2 separate regions of the Mus musculus genome follow, and region 2 is linked to region 1. Evidence: chromatin contacts called from public promoter capture Hi-C data. All regions are on one chromosome and are shown on one strand. The core of a region is the stretch at or near the end of the contact, and the rest is flanking DNA. Distances in the headings are between cores, read along the strand shown. Region 1 overlaps Arhgef28 (Rho guanine nucleotide exchange factor (GEF) 28). Region 2 overlaps Arhgef28 (Rho guanine nucleotide exchange factor (GEF) 28).

Evidence for each region. Capture Hi-C pulls out chosen DNA fragments and counts their contacts.
Region 2: a promoter capture Hi-C map of adipose tissue shows a contact between it and region 1. The contact joins two enhancer-like sites. A contact is called at or near these places in 2 of 484 Hi-C or Micro-C datasets (embryonic stem cells and nephron progenitors), 1 of 115 datasets of contacts at active chromatin or transcription factors (fibro-adipogenic progenitors) and 3 of 9 other capture datasets (adipose tissue, embryonic stem cells and pancreatic islet).

Annotation. Positions count from the first base shown.
Region 1 is chr13:98,074,521-98,080,817 of GRCm38.p6, forward strand. Arhgef28 (Rho guanine nucleotide exchange factor (GEF) 28) reads right to left here. Exons shown (of 36, transcript NM_012026.2): 3 at 2,653-2,800; 4 at 479-772. Among named protein-coding and RNA genes, the nearest start is that of Gm34469, 94 kb to the right of the region's middle. Within about 2 kb of position 3,926, at least 14 of the 459 cell types and tissues checked have an H3K27ac peak or open chromatin away from gene starts, as enhancers often do. A contact at or near this core is called in adipose tissue, where this site is marked.
Region 2 is chr13:98,178,407-98,184,703 of GRCm38.p6, forward strand. The region is part of intron 1 of Arhgef28 (Rho guanine nucleotide exchange factor (GEF) 28); the gene reads right to left. Gm34469 (a long non-coding RNA gene) reads left to right here. Exons shown (of 4, transcript XR_003950641.1): 4 at 1-73. Among named protein-coding and RNA genes, the nearest start is that of Gm34469, 10 kb to the left of the region's middle. Within about 2 kb of position 2,470, at least 14 of the 459 cell types and tissues checked have an H3K27ac peak or open chromatin away from gene starts, as enhancers often do. A contact at or near this core is called in adipose tissue, where this site is marked.

The DNA of each region.
Region 1 (6,297 bases), core at 2,676-5,175:
GCCATTTCATCTCCCCACCCTGACTCCTACATTGTTCAGACGTCAGCTCATCCGGCTCGCCCGCTACCTTTCTTTCAGGCTGTGTCTCTTCCAAGTGTTCCACAGAGCTCTTTTTTGTCCTTGTTTCCTATTGGGATAATGGCAGCACTGTTCCCTTTTCATGGCAAGAAACTAGCCAAGGGGATTAGAGCCACAGGCCGAAGCCACAAGCTCAAGAGTCAGACATAAAGAAACAGTCCCCCACCCCAGAGCAAAGCCCTTTAACGCCTCCTCCTCAGACTTCCTGGGAACAGAAGCATCAGCCAGCTGAGAGATATATGGCTGACTACCTCAGAGAATCCAGCCACACTGGAGCTAAGAGCTCAGCTAAAAGTTGGGAAGAAAAAGTCTACCCAGAGAAACGGAGAGTAAACTGTAAGGCAGATTCTAAACTTGAAAAAAAGCTGACACACATTTGAGTTTTCTGACACTGACCTACCTTCAAGTGAGGAATTTCCCAGGACTGTCCAACCCAAAGGCAGCTCCAGTTGGGTCAGAGCCAGCACGAGCTCCTCATCCAAGGCAGGCAGCGCTTCCACTGTCAGGGCAAACGGGGTCAGCAGCGTCTGGTGACTGCAGGCCGTGAGTCGGTCAGCCTGAGTGACCAGCAGACGAGCCAGCCTGCAGGCCATGTTGTCCACGTAGGTCACTGAGCCAGAGCCCATGGTCACTGGGGAGTACCCTTCCGAGCAGAGGCACACAGATACCGTCACCGTCTCCTGAAGCCAGTGGCCTAAATGACAAGATAATTAACCACTCAGTCCATATCTGCAGGAGTCACACAGTAGCCGTGGGTGGGCAGCACTCTCCAGGGAACAAGCACCATCTTTAAATCTTTAAATGCCACCATCCCTGGGGTGGAGACAACCATGAGCTGATGTCATCTCATTTTGGTGACTCTGGAGTTTTAACTGATCCTTTTAGGGGTTCTAAGAATGTCAGAGACTCTTTCCCCCAACCGGTCATTTGTTACAGTTCATCTTTCCACGTCTGCCCAGTCTCTGGATTCCAGTCTATCGTCTGAGGGGTCGTCCCTCTTTCTGTTCTGCCTTTAACTGGGACACACATTCTTGGCCATTTACTGAGGTGACAGGTTGTTTTTTAATCTGTATCAGAGACTGATAGAAGTGCACCCAGATTCCATGGGGCTGATTTGGATGGGGTGTGAAGACTACTACCTAGAGTCTATTTAAATTAACACATCCAACAGAAAACAGGAGTTCCCTGGGGCCCCTCCAACAATGGCTCCTGTGTGGCTGATCACCCTGCTCCCTGCCCTCCTTATTCTCTTTGTCTACATTTTCCATTTTGTTAAAGTTGATGAACTTCTGCCCAGCTACTTATTTTTGTCTTTGGTAGAATTTCCAAGAGTGTCGATAGCACCCAAAACCCTGGGACCATGATAGTATGGCTGGACCGAGAAGAGTCACTCGGGCCCCTGGGCATGATATCCTTACACCCACTGGCAAGTGCTCATAGGTCTGTGCCCTCCTGGCCTGCCTGACTCTCCAAGCTTTCCCGCAAAGGCTATGCTGCCAGAGTTCCAAAAAACCAAGAGCATCTACCCCCTCACAATGACTCTCAAAATTAGGGGCTCAAAATATGCCATCCCATTAGACTGTACCTATCTGTTATACATCGCAGAACATTTCCATCATTGAGAGGCTAACCATTTTCCCACATTCAAAGGTTACCTTAAGTGACCATCATTCACCCCGGGAAACCTATCAAAATGAAGACAAGGGCCCTCACTTCGAGCAGGCCACAAAACAAGGAGAACGGCTTGCTTTTGCATACAGGAGCTCAATGAGGTTGGCCTTTCCATGTAAACAAGAAAGAAAGAAAAAACAGTGTGCTTTCTGTCAGAAGAGGTGCTTTCATTATTTCTATTCTTCCTCTATAAGCTGCCCATTAAAAGAGAGAATGTAAAGAGGAGCGGAAAGAATGTCAGTTTATTTACCAGAGTAAAAGTGAAAGGGGGAGGGACCCACAGAGGAATGGCAGCCATTAACAAGATACAGCAGCGAGGGGGGTTGGTTCCTTTCTTTCAGTTTTTGAGACAGTGTTCCTCTAGGTGTACCCTGGATGTCCTTGAACTTCAGGATCAGGATGGCTTTGAATTCAGAGATCCACCTGCCTCTGTCTACTGAGTGCAGGGATTAAAGGTGTGGGCCACCACTGTTAGGCACTTGTTTTTGTCTTTTTCTTATCCGAGAGTTCCTGGAACTGCCGGGCTGACCACAAAGGAACGAGGAGGGAGAATGAACACATGGTCTATCATGTCAGCTTGTCCCAAGCCAACTCAGGCATCAGGCTGGGACAAAGGAGGTGACCCGGGGTACATCCTCTGTTGTCTACATCTAAGGATGATAGACCTTGAGAGCTGGAGGCAGCCAATGGGATGATGAACTTATCAGGACTAAGCCAAGGCAGACACTAGTAGAGGGGCCCCAGGAGTCACTGGCACAGGGGACCTTGTCCTTCCTAAGAGCATGCACATACACCCCTGTGAACTCCTGACCTTGGCAAATGCGTCTTCTTTTCCCTTGTGATTCACTACTTGGCAAATATCCCTGGAGGGAGGATGTTTCCCACCCCAGCCCGCCTCCTCACCTGGAATGCTAGATTGGAGGACATTGTCCTGGACACGGTCAGCAATCACCACGTGCCTCTGATGCGACCCGCCATAAACAAAGTAAAACTCCGCATCTTCGGGTAGATACACGTTTTTGCCAAACTTTGCATAGACCGTCTTCTGTCCCTGAAAAACAGGTAAGTCTGGGCATCAGCAAGCTTCCTTGTTCCGGCTCTAAGAAACCACAGGGAAGGGCGCAGTGCCACAGCACTGACATCTGTCATATGCACTGCACATGAGTGAGCTCAAATGTCACAGAGCCTCCTTCCAACAACAACCGTTTCCAAGCGACACCTTCCTGATGTGTCTAGTATGGGAGTCAGGGCTGGGCTGGCTGCTCCGATAGCCAAAGAAGATCAAGGAATAGGAAAGAATAATTTATTTCACTTGCTAGATAAACTTGTGTGACATTTCAGTACCTTGGATTCCTATGCCCCAAACATCACTGTGCATAAAAATGTTATCTTGTATGTGAAATACCACTATAAATATAAAGGTACTTTATATGTAATATATAATAAATATAACATAAAACACATAATCTAATATATAACACATGACACATGAAACATGACATACAATATATAACATATAATAAATATATAATATATTGGAGAATCATGAGGAAAATGAAGAAACATTCTCCAAGGTCAGGAGTTCACATGAATGTATGTTCATGCTCTTAGGAAGAACACATCCCTCATGCTGCCAACTCTTGTGGCCCCTCCACTAGTGTCTGCCTTGGCTTGGTCCTGACAAGCTCATCCCACTGGCTGCCTCCATATATATTCACATATATATGTATATATGCACATAAATGTACATTATAACAGTATATAAATGATACTTATTTTATGATCAGGCATGTGCTAGACCACTATATACTACAAGAACCATAAATATTCAGAGACATTTTCAGATAAACGTGAGTGTTCATTCACTGCATCAACTCTGTCTCCTCTGAGTGATATGTGAGCCTTCTAGTCTCAGCTGGTTGGCCTCATCATTGCCTTAAGAGTTTCTGGATTGTACTAAGCCTTACAGAGTGTCCTGGTTCCAAGGAGAAGCACTCCTTCAAAGGAATGGGACAGCAGGCTAGCAGTCTCGAGTCTGTGCGCTTTGTCAGGGGCTAGCTAACAACCAAGCCTGCCAGATCATCTCAGGATCCTGCAGGCCTCAAAGATTCAGGATACTCCCTGCCTCAAGTACAAAAAGGCAGCCCAGAGCAGGCCTCCAGGGAGAGCGCATGCATTCCGCCCAGCCTAAGGGAGTGGCAGGGAGTAAAAAAGAAAGCAAGGAGTAGAAGAGCCACCTATTCTAGAAGTTTCCAGAGCTTATTCAAAGTGGAGAAGGCTCTGGCTATCTGTTTAGCTGCCTAACAAAAACAAGCCAGTTTCTCATCCTGGGATGAATGAGAAAGGAAGCAAGGAAGATCCGGGCTAAGTCTCCTGGACAGGAGTGTCAGCCTGACTCAAGTCCCTACAGCACCATGATGCTGGAAGGCTAGGAGTTAGGCTAAGGAGGAGCAGGCACAGTCCAAAGCTCCTCCTTCCAACGACCATATCGTTATTTGACCTAAAAATGTTTTGAAATCAAAAAGCATTTTCATACTGGCTTGTAGTTGCAAGGCATCTAAAATTATGAATTATCATAAATACAAATCGCAGTGTCTGGAAATAACACACTGGTACTCAGTTCTGAGTTTTCCTGTCTCTGCATGCGAGCATGCATGTGTCACACGAACGGAATCGACAGAAAGTGACGTGCCAAGGAAAATCTCCCGTACAATGACTTCAGAGAGAGGACAGGAAGGAGAGCTGAAAAGCAGAAAACACAAAACAATAGCATCCATCTGACAGGACTGAGAGAGGAAACTCAGACAGGTTTTCCATTTCCTAAAAAACGAAGAACAGCTTGCTGTAGTCATGTTCCTGGTTGCTAAAGGGCTGTTAACGCTCCATAGATAGACTCTGACCTGACACAGTGGTAGCTTTCTTAAACACGGAGCAGATTGTATAAATAGATCAAAGATTTGCATGGACCACAAAGATATCAAATCTGCATCTACTCCAAACAATGGCCAGAATAGGCTTTCTTTTGGCCAGGTGAACAAGAACTACCACTTAGGCAAGAGTTTCGCACAACCATTCCAAGTCCCTCTTTCCCGTCTTGCTTGATACACGGTTTCTCCCTCTGAAGAACCACTCCATGCTTCACTGACAGCAAAGACTATGGGCCCACTCGAGGGAGGTGACCTAGTGTCCCAGCACAGACGATGATACTCAAAATAAAAGGAATCACCTACGTAGTAATCAAGAGAGCATCAGAAATACCAGAAGGAGCTGAAGTCGATGTGGGCAGGTGGGAGAGGACGGCAGAGGAAGGATCTAGTGATGGAAGAAGAAGTATATTGACAGGCAGGAAAAGGAAGAGGAGGCTCAAAGAAACCAACTGAGCTGAGCCCTCTAGGAGACCCCAAGGAAGGGGGCTACAGGAAGAGCAGGCTGAGCTTGTGAGCGCACATAATCAGCTGCAGGTGAACAACCGCAGGCTCTGGCCACTGTGGCCACTGAAGCCACTGAAGTCTACCGCTGTTCTTTGGAAACCATTCACATCCCATGTGGTAGAGGGGCTCCACTTACAGATTTTGCACATACAAGCCTTATGCCTGCCCTCATTTGAACTCAGCTGCAGGCTTTGCTTTCAACAACTGAAAACAATAACCTGTCCTAATAAAACCAATGGACCAATGCCAAAGTCACAGTTGCAGCTCGGTGTGTTAGCTCCTCCCTGTCAACTTGCTGGGCCTCACTTACAAAGTTCTCAAATACTCCATTAAGAGGCTAGAGAGATGGCTCAGCTCTTAGGAGCACTGGGTGCTCTTCTAGAGAAGCCAGGTTCAACTCCCCATCCCCCCACAAGGAAGCTCACAGCTGTCTCTAACTCCAGGGGATCTGGTGCCCTCACACAGACATACATGCAGGCTAGAAGAACAATGTGCAGAAAAAAAATAGAAATAAATCACTAAAATAAAAAAAGTTCCCTAAAACTTCTGGAAACAATAGAAGATAGACAAGGCAAGATTATCTCCTTAAATTCGTCCATAAATTTAACATGTTCCACTCAACACCCAAACCGAATGTTTTCAAAGTTAATTAAACAAAATTGTTCAAAAGTTTCTTTGGAAGAATAAATAAGAGTAAAAATTTGAAGAGGGAATAATATTTGAGTGGACAAGCTCTTTGCCATACCAAAGTGAAGTAACAAATGAAAACAGGGTTTTATAAACAGTGTGACAGCGGCTGAGAAACAGAACACAAAGGAGAGACCAGAAACAGACACATGAGCACGTGAAAACTGCATCATAAGCATGGTGGTCAAGCCCAGACGCTACTGCTGATGCCAGGAAACACTTGCTGACAGAATCCTAGTATAACTGTCCCCTGAGAGGCTCTACCAGAGCCTGACAAGTACAGAGGCAGATGCTCGCAGCCAACCATTAGACTGAGCACCGAGACCCCAATGGAGAAGTTAGAGGAAGGAATGAAGGAGCTGAAGGAGTTTGCAGCCCCATGGGAAGAATAACATCAACCAACCAACCCCCCCAGACCTCCCAGGGACTA
Region 2 (6,297 bases), core at 1,220-3,719, 100 kb after region 1:
AATTCCCAGTTTTCACATTTCTCCAGGTTAATAAAGTAAGAAGGTTGAACTATATTATGGCTATAGCTTCCTAATCATAAAGGGAGCTGCAGTGAACACTCTCCTACCACTTTGAATATAAGTCTGAGAGTTCTGGCTTCTGGCTATACCCTGCAGAGTGTGGTGGTGCCAGAGGGACTGTGAGTTTGAGGCCACTTTGAGCTATACAGTTGAGAGACTGACTGGAAAATCCAAATAACAAGGGGAGGGAGGGAGGGAGGGAGGGAGGGAGGGAGGGAGGGAGGAAGGGAGGGAGGAATTCATCTTGATTTCCATCCACGTCTTCCTCACTCAATGACCATTCCTTTTCTAACCCTGCCACTACTATGTATATAATATCACCTAGGCAATATTCCTAAGCAGGACCACATACAGGCTAAAAGCTGAGGATTCAGCTCCATACATGGATACTAACCCAGTCTGACAACTCATTAGCTTGTGACTAAGCAATCCACTTAGTGTAAGCCTGCTTCATCACATGTAAAGTGAGGATCAAAATATGCCTATCGAATAAGGTAGTTGAAGGAGCAGGTGAGGAGCATGGAGGGAGCTCTTAGCAAGAGGCTGGCACATGGGTGCTCATGGCGTTAGTGTGGTAATGGTGCTGGTGAATATTACTGTCATAATATTATTTGCCTGAGGTTGCTATGTCCCCACCCCCCGATTTGAGGAAACACATCCCAAAAGCCAGTAGTGGGAAGGAAGAGAGATGCTTCTGTTTGCAGAGGGACTGAAAGGAGGTGAGAGGGAAAGGGAACCATTGCTGGAATAGTGAGCCAGCCGGTGCTGCCATCCTGAGCAACCAGCCCTTTTCTGGCCCCTCACTCACTTCTGCCTATTCTGTAGAGGAACCTACCGTGACATCTCAGGAGCCAGCACAGGCGAGCTATTACTTCAGCTACCTGACTGTGAGAGATGCAAGACAGGCATGAGAAAGCAGAGTAGCCTGCAACTTCTGTAACTGAATGTGTTTGGGAAATTGCCTTCCATGTAATATAATGAAAAGCTGTTTCATGCTGTGTCTCACTCCAGAAATTGCAGATAACTTTGGCTCACCTATAGACTGCTGGTAATGCTGTTTCAGGTGTAAAATATCACCCATTCTATGCCACAAAAGACTTATACTATTTCTTGGAAAGAATTTTCCCCCAAAACACTACACAAGAACTCTCAACACGAGGGCCCTACTCAAACAGTCCTGCCTTGCTCTTTCATGGTTCACAGGCAGCTGCCATGAACACGAGATTCAAACTTCCAGGGAAATGTAGATGTCCTAAATGCAGGCCATTATGCTTTTCCAAAAATTATCTGTAGAAATAGGGAAACTTACATGACATCAGAATGTGACTGTCACACGAAAGCACCCCTGAACGAGTGTAAAACACACACACACACCCCTAAGAACATTATGACTCTAGATACATATGGAGGAAAGGCCAGTAGCATTCTTCTGAGAATAGTGAAAACAGTTGAAATATTTTATTGTTTTCTATAATCTCCATGCAATTGCGTCATTCATTCAACTATCAAGTAATTAAAACATGGAAAATACTAGGCAAGGGAACCTCGGCCCTTTTGGCCTTGAGATGCTCAACCCAGTGAGAATAACAGACCATAGCAGAGAACTGTATGTGCAAGGCATCTCATGCAATTTAATCCAAACCAAGCTTTGGATTAAACTGGGACAGGTGGGAGCAGGGACTGCCCAGGGGAGAGATGACGGCGACTCCAGCTTTACCCCTGACATTAATTCCAACCTTCATTTTAGTGGCAAGATCCTTCCATTTTAGCTGGATTGTAGTCAAGCAGCTAAAGCTTCCGTGTCCCAGGATACTGATCAATCCCATTATAGATATTGTGAGCCACCATGTGGTTGCTGAGAATTGAACTCAGGACCTCTGGAAGAGCAGTCGGTGCTCTTAACGGTTGAGCCATCTCTCCAGCCCAAATGTGGCCAGTCTTACATGTTGACCTAATACTAGTTTAGCTGCATTGTCTCAACTACACTGATTATTTTACTTATCACCTTTTGGTCTTTAATGTTATTAATGGAAAACTTTAGACGATAGGGGGTTTGTTGATTCTTTTTTTGAGGTGAGGTCTCACTGTGTGTCACAGCTGGTCTCAAACTCTTCAAGTCAGCCTCTTGCCTCATCCTCCTGAAGAGCTGAGATGACAGGGCATAGGCCAGCACACCTGAAGATTTGAAATTACATACAGGACTCACGTTATGTTTGTTTAGACAGCGCTGAGCTAAAGACTACATCACCCAGCCTACCCTGATGTTATCTGTGACAATGATGAGGTCATAGCTGGCGGGACGTGAACAGACGTACTTCCACTGCCTAACTCAGGCTACGCCCTCCTAACATCTTTCCCTGTTCTTGCTGGATGGATAGGGATGTCTAGCTAAGCCAGCTGAAAGCAAGCCAGTGAACCACAGGGGTGACCCAGGCGTGGTGGCGTAATCTGTTGCTTGGATAATCTCAAGAGTGATCCACCCTGTTCTCCAGAAATCTGTAAGATTAGACAGCTCAGTAAAATAAGATGTTAGCTAAGTCCCTCTATGGAAACCTAAGCTGTATTCCAGTTAACACAAAGAAGGCATGTAGGGAAAGGTCCAAAAGGAGCCAATCCATTTAAGGATACCTAAAAGAGCAGGAGCTAGCCAGGGCAAGAGCCTGGCCTGATCCCATGAGGACCAGCCGCAACAAGAAGGCTTATTTCAGGTGCAGGAGATGGCAGAGAAGGAAGAAGGGACAGGATCAGCAGGTGCTACTGTGAGCCCTCAAACAAAGACGAGAATACTAAAGAAGGCACTACAGAGGTGGGCCCCATGCTGGAGAGCACAGAACTGTGGGTGGGCAGAAGTGCCTTCCCAATTCTGTTTTGCATGGCTCTGTCTGATGATAACCTTACAGAAATTGCAAATTCACTCTGCCTGTTTTCTCTTTGCAAAGTTAACTAAGCCTTTTTCTTTTCTTTTTTATTGATCTGCTATAATTGTGTGTCTGTGACACACGTGTGTGCTCTTGCATGTGAAGGTTAAAGGACAGCCCTGTGGGTCGGGTCTTTCCTTCGATCTTTCCTAGAGCTCCAGGGATCCAACTCAGGTTGTCAGGCTTCCAGGGCAAGAGCTGTTACCTGCGGAACCATCTCACCAGCCTGTGTACTTCACGTGAGAAGAAATCCCATCCAAAAAAATACATAATAATATTTAGAAACCTTAATGATCAATTATACAAATGTCTTTTAAAAGCATGAGCCAGAGTACGTTACATAGAGCCTCTGAGTTCCAGCCTTTGTGGCTGATGACAAAATTCTGACTTGCCTTCTACCTCCCAGAAAACCAAGGGTTAAGTGAGATTGTCAGTCAGGGCTGTTAACTGTAAATGGATAAACTCACTTTACTTTCTTACACTGAAGGAACTCTACAGTGAGTAACATCCCTTCCTTGTATAAAGAAGTAAGCTAACGGACAGAGGGAAAACAACAGAAACAACCGTAATTTTCCTTTTTAAGACAGGGTCTCTCACTTTGTAGCTCTGGCTAGCCTGGAAAACTCTACGTGTACCAGGCTGGTCTCTAACCCACAGAGATTCAACTGCATCTGCCTCCCAAGCACTGGGATTAACAGCATGCCACACCACACCCAGCCCACTGTGCCTTCCTCACTTAAAGTTTCCTACACAAAAAAAATGAACCTATTCCATTAGTGTATAATGCAAATTGCCAGGCCTCTCCTGCCAGAGATTTAATCCAGGAGGTCTCAATGCCCAGAGTTTATATCTTTAAGGCCTCCTCAGGCAGCTCAAAGGCTGGCTGGTTTGGGGTCCAATTCTCTAAACCAGAAAACACTGTCCCAGATCACAGAGCCTAGTGCACATAGTATCACAGACAGCTGAACTCTGTGCTGTCAATCCAGGCACACAGCATGTGTGGAAAGAGTCCAGTTTGCACACACGTGTGTGAGTTAGGTGTGGGAGTGCAGCATGTAGCAGGCATGAAACAAGACAACGCAGACACCAGTGATGGGACACCGTACAGTACGTGTCACCGTGGAAGCTGATTCACATACTGACTCCAGCAACAGGACAGATGGTGGGTGACTGGCTCGGGCTCCAGGCATCGTGGGGAACGGGAGCTGTGGGAAAAGCGAGTATAGGCGAGATAGAAAGGTGCAAAGGAAGATGGCGTGCAGATGAAGAGAGGCTGGCTGTGCTGAGTGGCCCTGAGATGTGCTTGTCAGGACCCAGGCCAGAGAGGAACAGGGAAGCACACAGCATCTCACAGCATCTCGGGCCATGCAGACCTGGCAAGCACCAGGAGCCAGGGATGCATTCTAGATAGACCGCTGGCATACTCAGTACTTTAAGGTTGTCATTCCAAAGGCAGCAGAAGAACCTGCAGAGTGCCAGAGTAAGGCAGAGGGGGACCTGGAAATGAGAGCCATTAGGAAGCCATTACAGCAGCCCAGCGAAATGAAAACACGCGGAACACAGCTGAAGCCACAGGAAGAAATTCGCAAAAATAATAAGAAACAAAACATTTACGTTTTTTAAAGTTCGGTGTGAACAGTGGTATACAGAATCAGGAGACTCCTTAGAGTTTAAAATGCTCGTTAGGGAACTCACACCACACCTCTTACTGTTTTAGTGCTTTGTATTTGAGATAAAAAAAAATCCCCCGCGTGGCCCACACAGACTGGCACATTGAAACTAATTCCAGTGTTGCCCGTGGTCCTGTCATAACCTGTTTCACACCAAATGCTGGAACACACAACTAAACCGTGCTCCTGCTATCACACAGGCACCCACAGTACACCTGTGTCATACCAACCGCCGCTGAACTCACCCTAAGAACAAGCACGAATACCATGTGCAGGGCTCAAGTGTGTAACTGGGAGTGGTCACACCTAAGTTCCACGCCCATCATAACGTCAGACCCACATTAAAACGGGCTGATTGCGCACTGGAGGTCATTAACATGCAAGTGAGTGCCTGCAACGGCTGAAGTCCTACACCAGAAGATTGCTTTTGAAAGCAGTAGTTCTAGAAGCCAACGTAGGCATTGCTGGGTCTTGACTAAAGAGACTAATGCTGGTTTTGAAAAGTGTTTAAATTCTCTGCAGAAACCATGCTGTTGTCTGTCCCCTGGAGGTCAGGGGACGGGAACGTGCGAGTGTCCTTGGGAATGACTTGGGGAACTGAAGGACCCAGGGGACATAACGAGCACGCAGAGAGTGGAACAGAGGTGAACAGGATAAGCCCGTGGGAGGAGCCGAATGGAAATCTTGCTCAAGTTCTAAGCGCACTTGCAATACAAGGACTCCTGGAAGGCCTGAAAGGCCTGGGAACACAGGTTCTGAGCGAACACAGTTCGGGATCTGCAGGATGGTGTCTAATCAGAAGAGTCTCCCTCTAAAAATTTACCTTGGAGAAGTCATAATTGACCAACTGGATAGCAATTTGCCTGAGGCTAAAGAATGTTGTGTATATATATATATATATATCTCGTATATTTTTCCTAAGAAGATTTAAGAAATGTACGTAAGTCAGATCATCCAAGACAGCTGTCTCCCTTCAGAGGGTGGCAAGTTCAAAGACGAAGGGAGATGATGATTCCCTGTGAAGACAAATCTGAAAATGTAGCCTCAGTGGAGACTTCCAGGACCTTTCGACTAGAGCAGATCCTTCGGGTCTCTTGAACATGAGGACAAGCTGGACCCTCTCCCAGCCTTCCACAGAACCTCCGAAGAAAAGGGAAGAAGGGCTCCAGACTCCCGCAGATGGGTCGGCAAGCTTGCTGCTCGTCCGAAGCATGTTTCCTAGTCTCTCGGCTCCATAGGTCCCTCATCTGAAGCATGGGTACATAGTAAGGTCACCATAGGAATTAAAGCTAAGATACGTATATGAATGAGAGCCAACATTATAGGAAAAGAGCTCCGCTGTTTCCTTGCATGATACTGAAGTGAAAGTGCTAGATTAAGGTCTAGAGTCTAACCACAGAAAATAACATAAATGACTGGTACTATCATTATTAACATCGAACTCCTGATCTATCTCTAAGACAGGCCCCCAGTTGTTCCTGACTGGTTGACTACACCGCACTGGGCATGCTTTTTTGCTCTACTTTATTGGGTTCTTCTATCCTCCACCCTTCCAACCCTTATTCCATCCTAATCCCTTCCAATCCCCCAGCACTAGGTAGGAGAGAAAGGAGCTTAGATGAGAAAGGGATGTGGACCTCTTTACACCA